3 separate regions of the Mus musculus genome follow, and regions 1 and 2 are each linked to region 3. A link is a contact called in public ChIA-PET and Hi-C data. All regions are on one chromosome and are shown on one strand. Each heading gives the region's core, a stretch centred on a gene start, on an enhancer-like site or on the middle of the called end of the contact. The rest is flanking DNA. Distances are from core to core; before and after follow the strand shown. Region 1 has its middle 27 kb from the start of Gm34649. Region 2 overlaps Raph1 (Ras association (RalGDS/AF-6) and pleckstrin homology domains 1). Region 3 holds the start of 2310016D23Rik (a long non-coding RNA gene).

What was found. A called contact is a pair of places that touch in the nucleus more often than the background predicts. ChIA-PET counts read pairs in DNA pulled down with a chosen protein or histone mark.
Region 1: a Hi-C map of regulatory T cells shows a contact between it and region 3, with 4 times the contacts expected there. The contact joins the enhancer-like site here to the promoter of 2310016D23Rik in region 3. A contact is called at or near these places in 1 of 15 datasets of contacts at CTCF or cohesin (CD8 T cells), 4 of 484 Hi-C or Micro-C datasets (CD8 T cells and regulatory T cells) and 4 of 115 datasets of contacts at active chromatin or transcription factors (effector CD8 T cells, regulatory T cells, regulatory T cell precursor and 1 more).
Region 2: a contact with region 3 is called in an RNA polymerase II ChIA-PET map of effector CD8 T cells, with 8 times the contacts expected there. The contact joins the enhancer-like site here to the promoter of 2310016D23Rik in region 3. A contact is called at or near these places in 1 of 39 promoter capture datasets (the C10 cell line), 2 of 484 Hi-C or Micro-C datasets (bone marrow-derived macrophages and nephron progenitors), 4 of 115 datasets of contacts at active chromatin or transcription factors (T-cell acute lymphoblastic leukemia, double positive thymocytes, effector CD8 T cells and 1 more) and 1 of 9 other capture datasets (adipose tissue).

Annotation. Positions count from the first base shown.
Region 1 is chr1:60,946,743-60,949,877 of GRCm38.p6, reverse strand. It overlaps the pseudogene Gm11582. Among named protein-coding and RNA genes, the nearest start is that of Gm34649, 27 kb to the right of the region's middle. Within about 2 kb of position 1,542, at least 1 of the 459 cell types and tissues checked has an H3K27ac peak or open chromatin away from gene starts, as enhancers often do. A contact at or near this core is called in regulatory T cells, where this site is marked.
Region 2 is chr1:60,528,783-60,531,915 of GRCm38.p6, reverse strand. The region is part of intron 2 of Raph1 (Ras association (RalGDS/AF-6) and pleckstrin homology domains 1); the gene reads left to right. Among named protein-coding and RNA genes, the nearest start is that of Raph1, 36 kb to the left of the region's middle. Within about 2 kb of position 1,580, at least 11 of the 459 cell types and tissues checked have an H3K27ac peak or open chromatin away from gene starts, as enhancers often do. A contact at or near this core is called in effector CD8 T cells, where this site is marked.
Region 3 is chr1:60,776,733-60,780,204 of GRCm38.p6, reverse strand. It overlaps 2310016D23Rik (a long non-coding RNA gene), which reads right to left and starts at 1,744. Exons shown (of 3, transcript XR_865459.1): 1 at 1,289-1,744.

The sequences.
Region 1 (3,135 bases), core at 293-2,792, 170 kb before region 3:
ATTAAAACCCTCAGCCATGGTTGTGGACAGGTTTACAGCACCAGGCATGGAGATCCCCTGTGTAGAGCAGGTCTCAAATCTAACCGGAAAGTGACTGGTTAACCCTGTAAGAGTCATTCCACTGTTGTGTCAATGGTAACATCTTCCTGGCAGATTGATGTTGTAGGTAGCGGAGTTCATAGTTGCATAAGAGTGTTGACGACTTTCTCATCCAGCAGCCTGCATAGCCCATTCCCATCTACCAAAGTGTGTGGTATCATTAGCAATACGCTCTTATCATTTAGTTCTGATGGGCAACCAAGAGGAGTATGGAGCGGTACCTCCGTCTGGGGTCCCCTGAACAAGCATCTCATAGGAGGAAACCTATACCTAGCATTTTGTTTTTTGTTTTGTTTTGTTTTGCTTTGTTTTGTTTTTTAATTGACTAATCTATAGAAGCAATGTTATCCAATCATGCAGGATATCCCCCTTCAAAGTCTTTTTTTAATGTATTTTAAGTGACTTACAAAGTAATAACTTTATGTGTGGCTTTTTCAAAATACACCTTTTATTTTAGCTAACCCTCCCCTCTCCACCACCCCCTCTCCCTATCACTCCTAATACTACTTAAACCTTTATATCACCAGTATTTTCCCACGTTGTTTTATAGCATCTCTACTCTATTCTTGCCAGTGTCTTAAGGCATTCCATTCCCCTAAGGGCCCTCTCTAGCTTACTTGCCTCTATTGATATTCCAAATTAAATATACAAATGTGAGCTGTGCCCTGGCTTCGGTAGAGACCGGCTGTCCTCTGCTGCTTGAGTGGCTCCAGCATCTTCCCCAGGAGCTCGCTGCAGCAGCCGACTGGCCTCTGCTCCACAGTAACCATGTGTGACCAGAAGGCAGTGATCAAAAATGCAGTTTGGAGCTGAGACGAAAGGATGGGCCATCTAGAGACTGCCACACCCGGGGATCCATCCCATAATCAGCCTCCAAACTCAGACACCATCGCATATGCCAGCAAGATTTTGCTGAAAGGACCCTGATATAGCTGTCTCTTGTGAGGCTATGCCGGTGCCTGGCAAACACAGAAGTGGATGCTCATAGTCAGCTATTGGATGGAACACAGGGCCTCCAGTGGAGGAGCTAGAGAAAGTACCCAAGGAGCTAAAGGGGTCTGCAACCCTATAGGTGGACCAACAATATGAACTAACCAGTACCCCCAGAGCTCGTGTCTCTAGCTGTCTGTAGCAGAAGATGGCCTAGTCTGCCATCATTGGAAAGAGAGGTCTTGCGAACTTTATATGCCTCAGTACAGGGAAACACCAGGCCAAGAAGTTGGAGTGGGTGGGTAGGGGAGGGGGGGTGTATAAGGGACTTTTGGAATAGCATTTGAAATGTAAATGAAGAAAATACCTAATAAAAATATTTTAAAAATGCAGACACGTCAGAAGAAATGCAACAGGACTCAGTAGAGTGCGCTACTCAGGCGTTGGAGAAGTACAACATAGAGAAGAATATTGTGACCCAAATCAAGAAGGAGTTTGACAAGAAGTACAGCCCTACTTGGCACTGAGCCAAAACTTCAATAGATACGTGACACATGAAACCAAACACTTCATCTACTTCTACCTGGGTCAGGTGGCCATTCTTCCGTTCAAATCTGGTTAAAAGTCTGGACTGTGCCAAACACCCAATGATCCATCCAGAAACAAGGACTGCATCCTAAGTTCCAAATGCCAGAGACTGAATCTTCAGCCTTGCTAAGGGAACACCTCGTTTCAATCTGTTGTGTTGTGTACAGGGCCTCATTCTCTGTACAAGCCTGTGGTTATAAAATTAGTTAAACAGCTTACATTTGTATTTATTTTCTAGTCCATACTTCTGTACCCCCATTTTTTTCTCCCTTAGATCATTCTTTTAAAAATAAATCTGTTGGAGATGAAAAAAAAAAAAACCATACAAATGTAAACTTTTGAAGCTATCTAAGGAAAGAGAGCATGTGATGTTTGTCTTACAGGGCCCAGGTTCCCTTGCTAGGTGTAACATTTTCCAATTCTAGTTTTCCTGAAATTTTCAAAACACTATTTGCATATGTACCACATTTTGTTATCTGGTCATCAATTCATGGACGTCTAGGCTCATTCATTTCCTAGCTATTATGACTAGAGAATAAATGAACATGGATGAAGAGGTAGCTCTGAAGGAGGATATAGACTTCCTTTGCCCAGGACTGATAGAGCTGGGTCCTATCATAGTTCTGCTGTAGTCCTGAGAGACCTCGCCGCTGATTTCCACCACGCCTGCACCCTGTTCATGTTCTCGCCAACAGTGCATAGAGAAAGGCTCCTCTGCCCACATTCTCTCCAGCATTTGCTCTCATCTGATTTCTTGATGCTACTCATTCTGACATGGGTGAGCTGGAATCTCAAAAGTAGTTTTAATTTGCATTTTCCTTACTGATAACTTTTTTAAAAGGTTAATTAGCCATGTGTATTTCTTTTCTTGAGAACTCTGTTCAGATCTACAGCCCTTTTATTACTGGGCCGTTTGTTTTCTTGATGCTTAGCTCAGAGAGCTTGGAAGCATTCCTTCCTTCTCCGTGTGATGAAGTGATTAAAGAAGCCCTAGCTAGCTAGCTAGCTACCTAGCAGAGCGGTAGTGGGACATGCCTTTAATCCCAGAACTCAAGAAGCAGACACAGGCAGATCTATGAGTTCAAGGCCAGCCTGGTCTACAGAGTGAGTTCCAGGACAGCTCTTGCTTTGATAGAACTCAGTTGTAAATCTCCATCTGGATCCACCAGGACTTTTGTTCACTGACAGACTTTTCATTATAGCTTCAATTTTATTTCTTGCTATAACTCTATTTAAACTGTTTATCTCATCTTGGTTTACTTTAGGTACATCACATACAACGAAAAAGTTTATCCACTTCTTTTAATACAGGTTTTTAAGGTGTATCCTTAGAGTTTTTATTGGTATCTACTGTAATGTCTCTCTCTTTATCTCAAATATTATTAATTTGGGTCTTCTCTCTGTTTCTTTTGGTTAATTTGGATTGTCATTTTTTACTTTACCTTTTTTAAAGAATAAATTATTTGTTTCATTGATTTTTATTGTCTTTTTCCCATTTCCATCTCATTGATTTTTTTT
Region 2 (3,133 bases), core at 331-2,830, 250 kb after region 3:
GAGTGTGGACACATGTATAGAGAGTCCAGAGGTTGACATCTGGTGGATTAGTCAGCATTCTCTTAAGGAACAGAACTGGTAGAATGAATGCATATATATTAAAGGAGGGTGGTTATTAGAGTTTTTACAGACTGTGATCCAGCCAGCAATGGCTGCTCCTGATGGGAAGGGCAAGAATTGGGTATAGGTCTCAGCACTGCCCTTCTGGTGCTGGAGTCCTGGGGGGTTCCTAGAGAGCTTCTGGTGTTCAGTCTATGTTGGAGCCTAAAGAAGTAGATTCTAATATGAGCAAAGGAATAACTTAGACACAGGGTAGATAAACCTGCCAGTGAGAGGGTAGGCAAGCAGGCAAAGAAGCAAAGGCTTCCTTCTTTCATATCTTTTAAGTGAGCTGCCACCAGAATGTGTGGCCCAGATTTAGGGTGGGCCTTCCCATCTCAAATAATCCAATCAAGAAAATCCCTCACAGCTGTGCACAGCTGCATGAATTTTATTTTATTGCAGATGCAGCCAACTTGATACCAGAGATTAGCCATTATATCCAGTATCTACCTCTATTCTTATGGCATATTTCTATTGTAGGGAGGTGGGGTTGCATGCTGTGGAGTATATGGAGGTCAGAGGAGAAGAATCTACAAAGTAGCAAAGACAGTTACAGGTTAAGGTCCTTGCGGTCAAGCCTTAAATTCAATCCCTGAGACCGACATGGTAGAGAGAACCAACTCCACCAGTTCTCCTCTTTTACATGGGTGCTGCAGATCTAAACTCAGGTCCTCAGGCAGGTGTTATAAGCACTAAATGAGCCACTTCTTACTTCTTAGCTTTTTTCTTACAGAAGCAGTGTTATGATAAAGATAATGATTAAGTGTCCAGTTCTATGCTGGTGTGTTGGTTTGAGTAAGAAGTGTTCCCTATAAAATTAGGTATTTAAATACTTGGTTCCAAGTCAGTAGCTCTGATGGAGAGGTTATTGGGGTGGTGTAGCCTTGCTGGAGGAAGTATGCCACAGGGGCATATTTGAGAGTTTAGAACTTCACACCTCTCTGGTTTGCTCTCTCTGCTGTGTCTGTGGTAAAGAAGTGGCCTCTCGGCTTCCTGCTTCTATCTACCCACTGCCAGGCTTCCTGCCATGATGGACTGACTCTTATCCCTCTGGACACTAAACCCAAATAAACTTTTTGCTCTTTAAGTTGTCTCTGTCATGATTTTTTTTCACAGCAACAGAAAGTAGCTAATACAGCTAGGACGAGAAGAAATAAATAGAAATTATAGTGTATAAAGGAAATTATCCAAGGGCTGGCTAGTATATTGTGTCTGTGACCAAGTGGTTGTACACTTGAGGAGGAGGCCAAAAAGAGAAAGCAGTTAGGAAAGAGTCAGACTGCCTTGGCTGAGGTAGGAACTCCACTCAGATGGTAGTTCTCCACACTCAGTATTCTCTTCTCACTTATATTTCAAGTTGCCTAACTTTTCATCTTCGAAATCTGTCATTAAAGAGAAACATTAGGGCTGGTGAGATGGCTCAGGGGTTAAGAGCACCGACTGCTCTTCTGAAGGTTCTAACTTTAAATCTCAGCAACCACATGGTGACTCACAACCACCCGTAATGAGATCTGATGCCCTCTTCTGGTGCATCTGAAGACAGCTACAGTGTACTTAATTAAAATAATAATTAAATCTTTGGGCCAGGTGAGTGGGGGTCTACCGGAGCGAGCAGAGATCCCAACAACTAGATGAAGGCTCACAACTATCTGTACAGATACAGCGTGTACTCATATACATAAAATAAATGAATCTTAAAGAGAAACATTAAAACCAATGCATATCATGACTTAACTATAAACATGTTCGTTTTTACGGATATTTTAAAAAATAGTTGACTTACTAAGATTCAGATTTACTTCATTATTTTAGCTCACTACCTGTGCACATTCGGTGTTAATCAACTTTAAGTTTCAAATAGTTAATGATTCCTCAAAAACAGCTGAAAAAAGATTGTATATTGGGCATTTTCCTGGAAGAAGATCTGTAGGATTTTTGCAGATTCCTAGCAACCTCCCCAAAGGTTAAAACTCACCATACTATATTACTAATTTCTTGACCTTAGGAGAGTGTTTCTCAGTATCGCCTTCTTTGTCTCAGCACCATGGGCAGGTAATTAAAAATACATATTCATTTATTTGAACTGGAAAGAAGTTGACTTTTCGTAAATTGCTTCTGAAAAATTATGTCTAAGGTTAAAGAAGAATTTCTCGGCTGTTTTTTGAAATAAAACACTGAGTAGATTGAGGATCACATTCATTTGATAGCATCAAAATCAGGATGAAGGACTAGAGAAATAGCTTAGTAGTTAAGAACACTGGCTGTTCTTGCAGAGGACAGAGGTTTGGTTCTCAGCACCTGAGTAGCAGCTCATAACTGTAACTCCAGTTTTAGGGGATCCAGCTACCTCTTCTAGCCTCTGCAGGCACTACATGCACACATGGCACATATCTTAGTCAGGGTTTTACTGATGTGAATCGACACCATGACCCAGGCAACTCTTATGAGGACATCATTTAATTGGGGCTGGCTTACAGGTTCAGAGGTTCTGTCCATTATCATCAATGTGGGAGCATGGCAGTGTCCAGGCAGGCATGGTACAGAAAGAGCTGAGAGTTCTACATCTTCATCTGAAGGCCGTTAGAAGATTGACTTCCAGGCTTCTAGGATGAGGGTCTTAAAGCCCAGGCACACAATGATGTCACACTTCCTCCAACAAGGCCCTACCTACTACAACAAGGCCATACTTCCTAATAGTGCCACTCCCTGAGCCAAGCATATTCAAATCATCACAGTACAATTAGATACATTCAGACAAAATACTCATACACATGAAAATGAATCTTTAGAAACAGAATGGAGATGGGGACTGACTGTATATGTCTCCCCAGCCACAGAGACCGGGTGCCATTCCCAGTGCCACTGAAGGCAGCTGTGGTAGCACCTAACTGTAACCCCAGCACTCTAGAGGTCATCTTCATTTAAGGTTATTTTCTGCTGTATACAGTGAGTTTTACTCAGCTTGGGCTACAAGGAGAATATATCTAAAAACAAGATGGGCATTATTTAATAGAGTTATAAAATCTCAAGA
Region 3 (3,472 bases), core at 495-2,994:
GAAGAATTCAGAAATCACTAGATTTATACTATCAAGTATTATTATTATTATTATTATTATTATTATTATTAGAGAAATGTCTATCTTTAAAAAAACAATGAAATTTTTCATGCTATTACATGAAGGTGATTTTCAAATTAAATTCACACAAGAAAGCCCATATAAATAAATATTTCTACCTTAAATCCACAAGTATTTCACTATTTATTTAAGAAAAAGTGACACATAATTTTTAACTAGTGGAGATAATGTGTACAAGAAATTGTAGGCTTTTTCAAATATTCCCAGCTGACAAAAACCTCAAAAAATACACATGTATATAAAAGCTATAATATGAAAAAATAAAACAGTTGTAATGTGGGATATAAAAAGTACAAGACATCTACACAGAAGTCCCTTTGTCTAATCCTTTCATATAGTAGTGAGTAGAAACTAGAGACAATCTGCCGTTGTCCCACCAGAAGGTTCAAGGGCAAAGACAAGAATTAGCCCCAAACTTAGTATTCTACGGGGCACAATAAGTCATAATTTCCCCCTGAGCTCTAAACCTGGAAGTTTACTTTTGCATTACTAACCTTAATTCACGAAACAAACAACCTACTGAAAGAGGCCAGATTTGAGGGGCAATGAAGGTTAAAACAAACAAACAAACAAACAGGAGAGAGGTGCTTGTAGGAGCTGGGACCTCTCTTCCTGTTTTGTTCTCAGTGGTTTTCATCCTAGGTTGCTTCCTTTTGAGACTGAGAATATGTCTCTCCCTATAAAGCTAGTAACCAAGCGGCAGAAAGATCGAAGTAGGCTCCACAAGATAAGTACTCTCCTGTCACAGCTTCAAGAGGAGGCTGAGCAGATTTAAGTCTTTCTTATGGCCTCTGTAGAGGCCCTGGGAAGGAACTGAGTGAATAACCTACACAGCAGTCCTACACACTATATAAGAAAAGTCTTGGAGGTCCTAAGGCTGTTCACCCAGACTGTAACTTGAACACATTAGTGTATCCTGGCTTTGCAGGATACACCATTCTGAGAGAGGTGTGCCTGCTCCTGGTATTACAGGCTGTTTGCATATTAAATCTTAGGTATTACAGGCTGCTTGCATATTAAATCTTAGGTATTACAGGCTGCTTGCATATTAAATCTTAGGCATCTGACCTTTTGGGGAGCAATTTCCTATTCTTGGCTGCACAAATGAAGCTAAATCTTACCCTATTTCTAAAATGCCCAGATAGAATGAATGAGTGTATGGCTCAGAGTGCCCCCACAGGCTGTTTCCAGAAAGAACTATTTGTACCTTGGGTGTAACCAGCAGCTGTAGACAAACAGGGTGGAGCAGCGATAAGGGATGACAAAGGCCGGGTCAGTGTCTATGATCTGTATAAAGCTGACTTTCACGCCTACCTGTGAAATGCCAAGCTTTAGTTTGCCCTTCCAGTGGGCAGCAGCAGGGGTTGCGGGTGCGGGTGAGGGTGTGCTCTCCTGGTCACCTATAAATAGTAGCTAAATTTAGATTTGAAAAAGTCATGGAAAGTGGTAGGAGGCCAGTCCTGAGACAGCTGCTTCTGGTCTCTGCTCCACCCACTCCACACTGGAGCTGAGTGTGGTCCATTTGGAAGGATTTGCAGGGTAATTCGTCTTTTTCATTACCTTGGACACGGGCCATACCCCCCCACCCCCACTGTGAATAAAAATTTATTTTGTTTCCTTGGAGATTGCATGGATTTGATGGTTGGACGAGAGGGAAAAGAGCAAAGAAAATGTAACAGTAATCATTGGGCTTTTAGCACTAATTTCCCGAGGATGCTGTCATCTTGAAATTCTCGTCCCCTTTGCTTTTAGTTTCCTGTTTCTCCTCCCCAGGATAGCTCTCTCTTGGATAAAGTCTCTCCCTCATTCTCTGCAAATCCTTGCCTTTTTTTTTTTTTTTAAATAAAGTTACTTGGACACTCACACTCCCAAGAGGTCTTTACATGCACCCAGACTGATCCCTTCTAGATGGTGTCTGGCGTTCAAAGACAAGCTCAAAGCTTAAAAGTGGTGCCTTGGTTCTGTCTCAGAGGTCAGCAAACTGCGGCCTACAGGCCAAGTCTAGCCACTGTCTGACACTGCACAGGCCATGAGCTGAAGAATGGATTGTATGTGTACATACGGCTAGGGTGATGGTGCAGCAATCAGAGGAATCACAATATCTGGCAAGAAAATTAAAGGAGAATCAAATACCAATATCCATAAGTAAAAGCTTGCTGAAATACAGCTAATCTCAGTTGTTTGTCTACAGTGACAGACTGCAGTAGCTACAAGAAACTATACAGTCACCAGAGTAACAGTAGATACACAATGTCTAAGTTCTACAGTCAGGACTAAGTAGGTGCCTTAAGGTGAATAGAAGGAGGTGAAGGGTTGTAAAATACACTCTGATTGGTCCACGCAGAGATAAGGACAACAGCGTTGCTCTATCGTTTCTCCTGTACCCAGTCCGCTTTTCAGAGCTGGGAAGACGGTCATCAAAATGTTGTTGGATGAATGAAGAAGAAGACAGGACAGAGAGGCACAAAGCAAATGAAACATGAGTTGCACCCTGTTTGGAATGAAAAAGCATCCCCATGACAACCTCCAGCTAGTCTTGCTTCATATCATCTATATCACTGGTTCCCAGACGTTAGCAAAAACCCTCACTTTGGATGCCAACGTATCGAATGCTCAGTGTGTGCATAAGAAATTGAAAAAAAAAGTCTGTATGAATCTGGCTAACTTTGCTGATGCTAATTCAAACCCACCTTTCTGACCCTCTTCCTCAGTCACCAAATGTACATCAATTTAGTCTAGACACTAAACTCAGATGAGGAAGTTATCAAGGGAAAGGAAATCAAATGTAAACTTCATAAATAAACCTTTTGTTCATCTCTCTCTCTTCTTCCCTCCCCCTCCCTCCCTCCCTTCCTCCCTCTCTCCCTCCCTCCCTCCCTCCCCATCTCTGTGCTTGCAGGTGACACCCACACATATCCTTCAGCGTTGGCAGAGATGTTCACTCAGATAATGACTGGAGTTCATGCTACCTGTTCTCATCTTCATGTGTCATCGTCACCATGCAAAACCACAACTATAGGAAAACAGAGCTGTTTGCTGCTCTTCTGTCTCAACTGACATTTCCACCCAGTTCACAGCTTGCCCTTTGGAGACAAAGGAGATTATCTGTCATTGAGATGCCTTTACATAATGAAGTATGAGTGAAATCCAGGCTATCCTTTACAACTTTTTATCCCCTTGAGTTTGTAGCCTTTCCAATCCTTTCGCAGAGTTTAAGTGGGCAAATGGCATAGGGCATGGCCTTTGGGAAGCACACATTCTGATCCTTGATTTTGCCCCAAGAGTGAGGTCAGCTCAGAAAGTCTGACATATTCTTGGACACACAGACTTTCAATGCAAGTAGTTTCAAGCATTGGGTCCAATGTCAACCCTGAAATGAGCAAAAGGCACT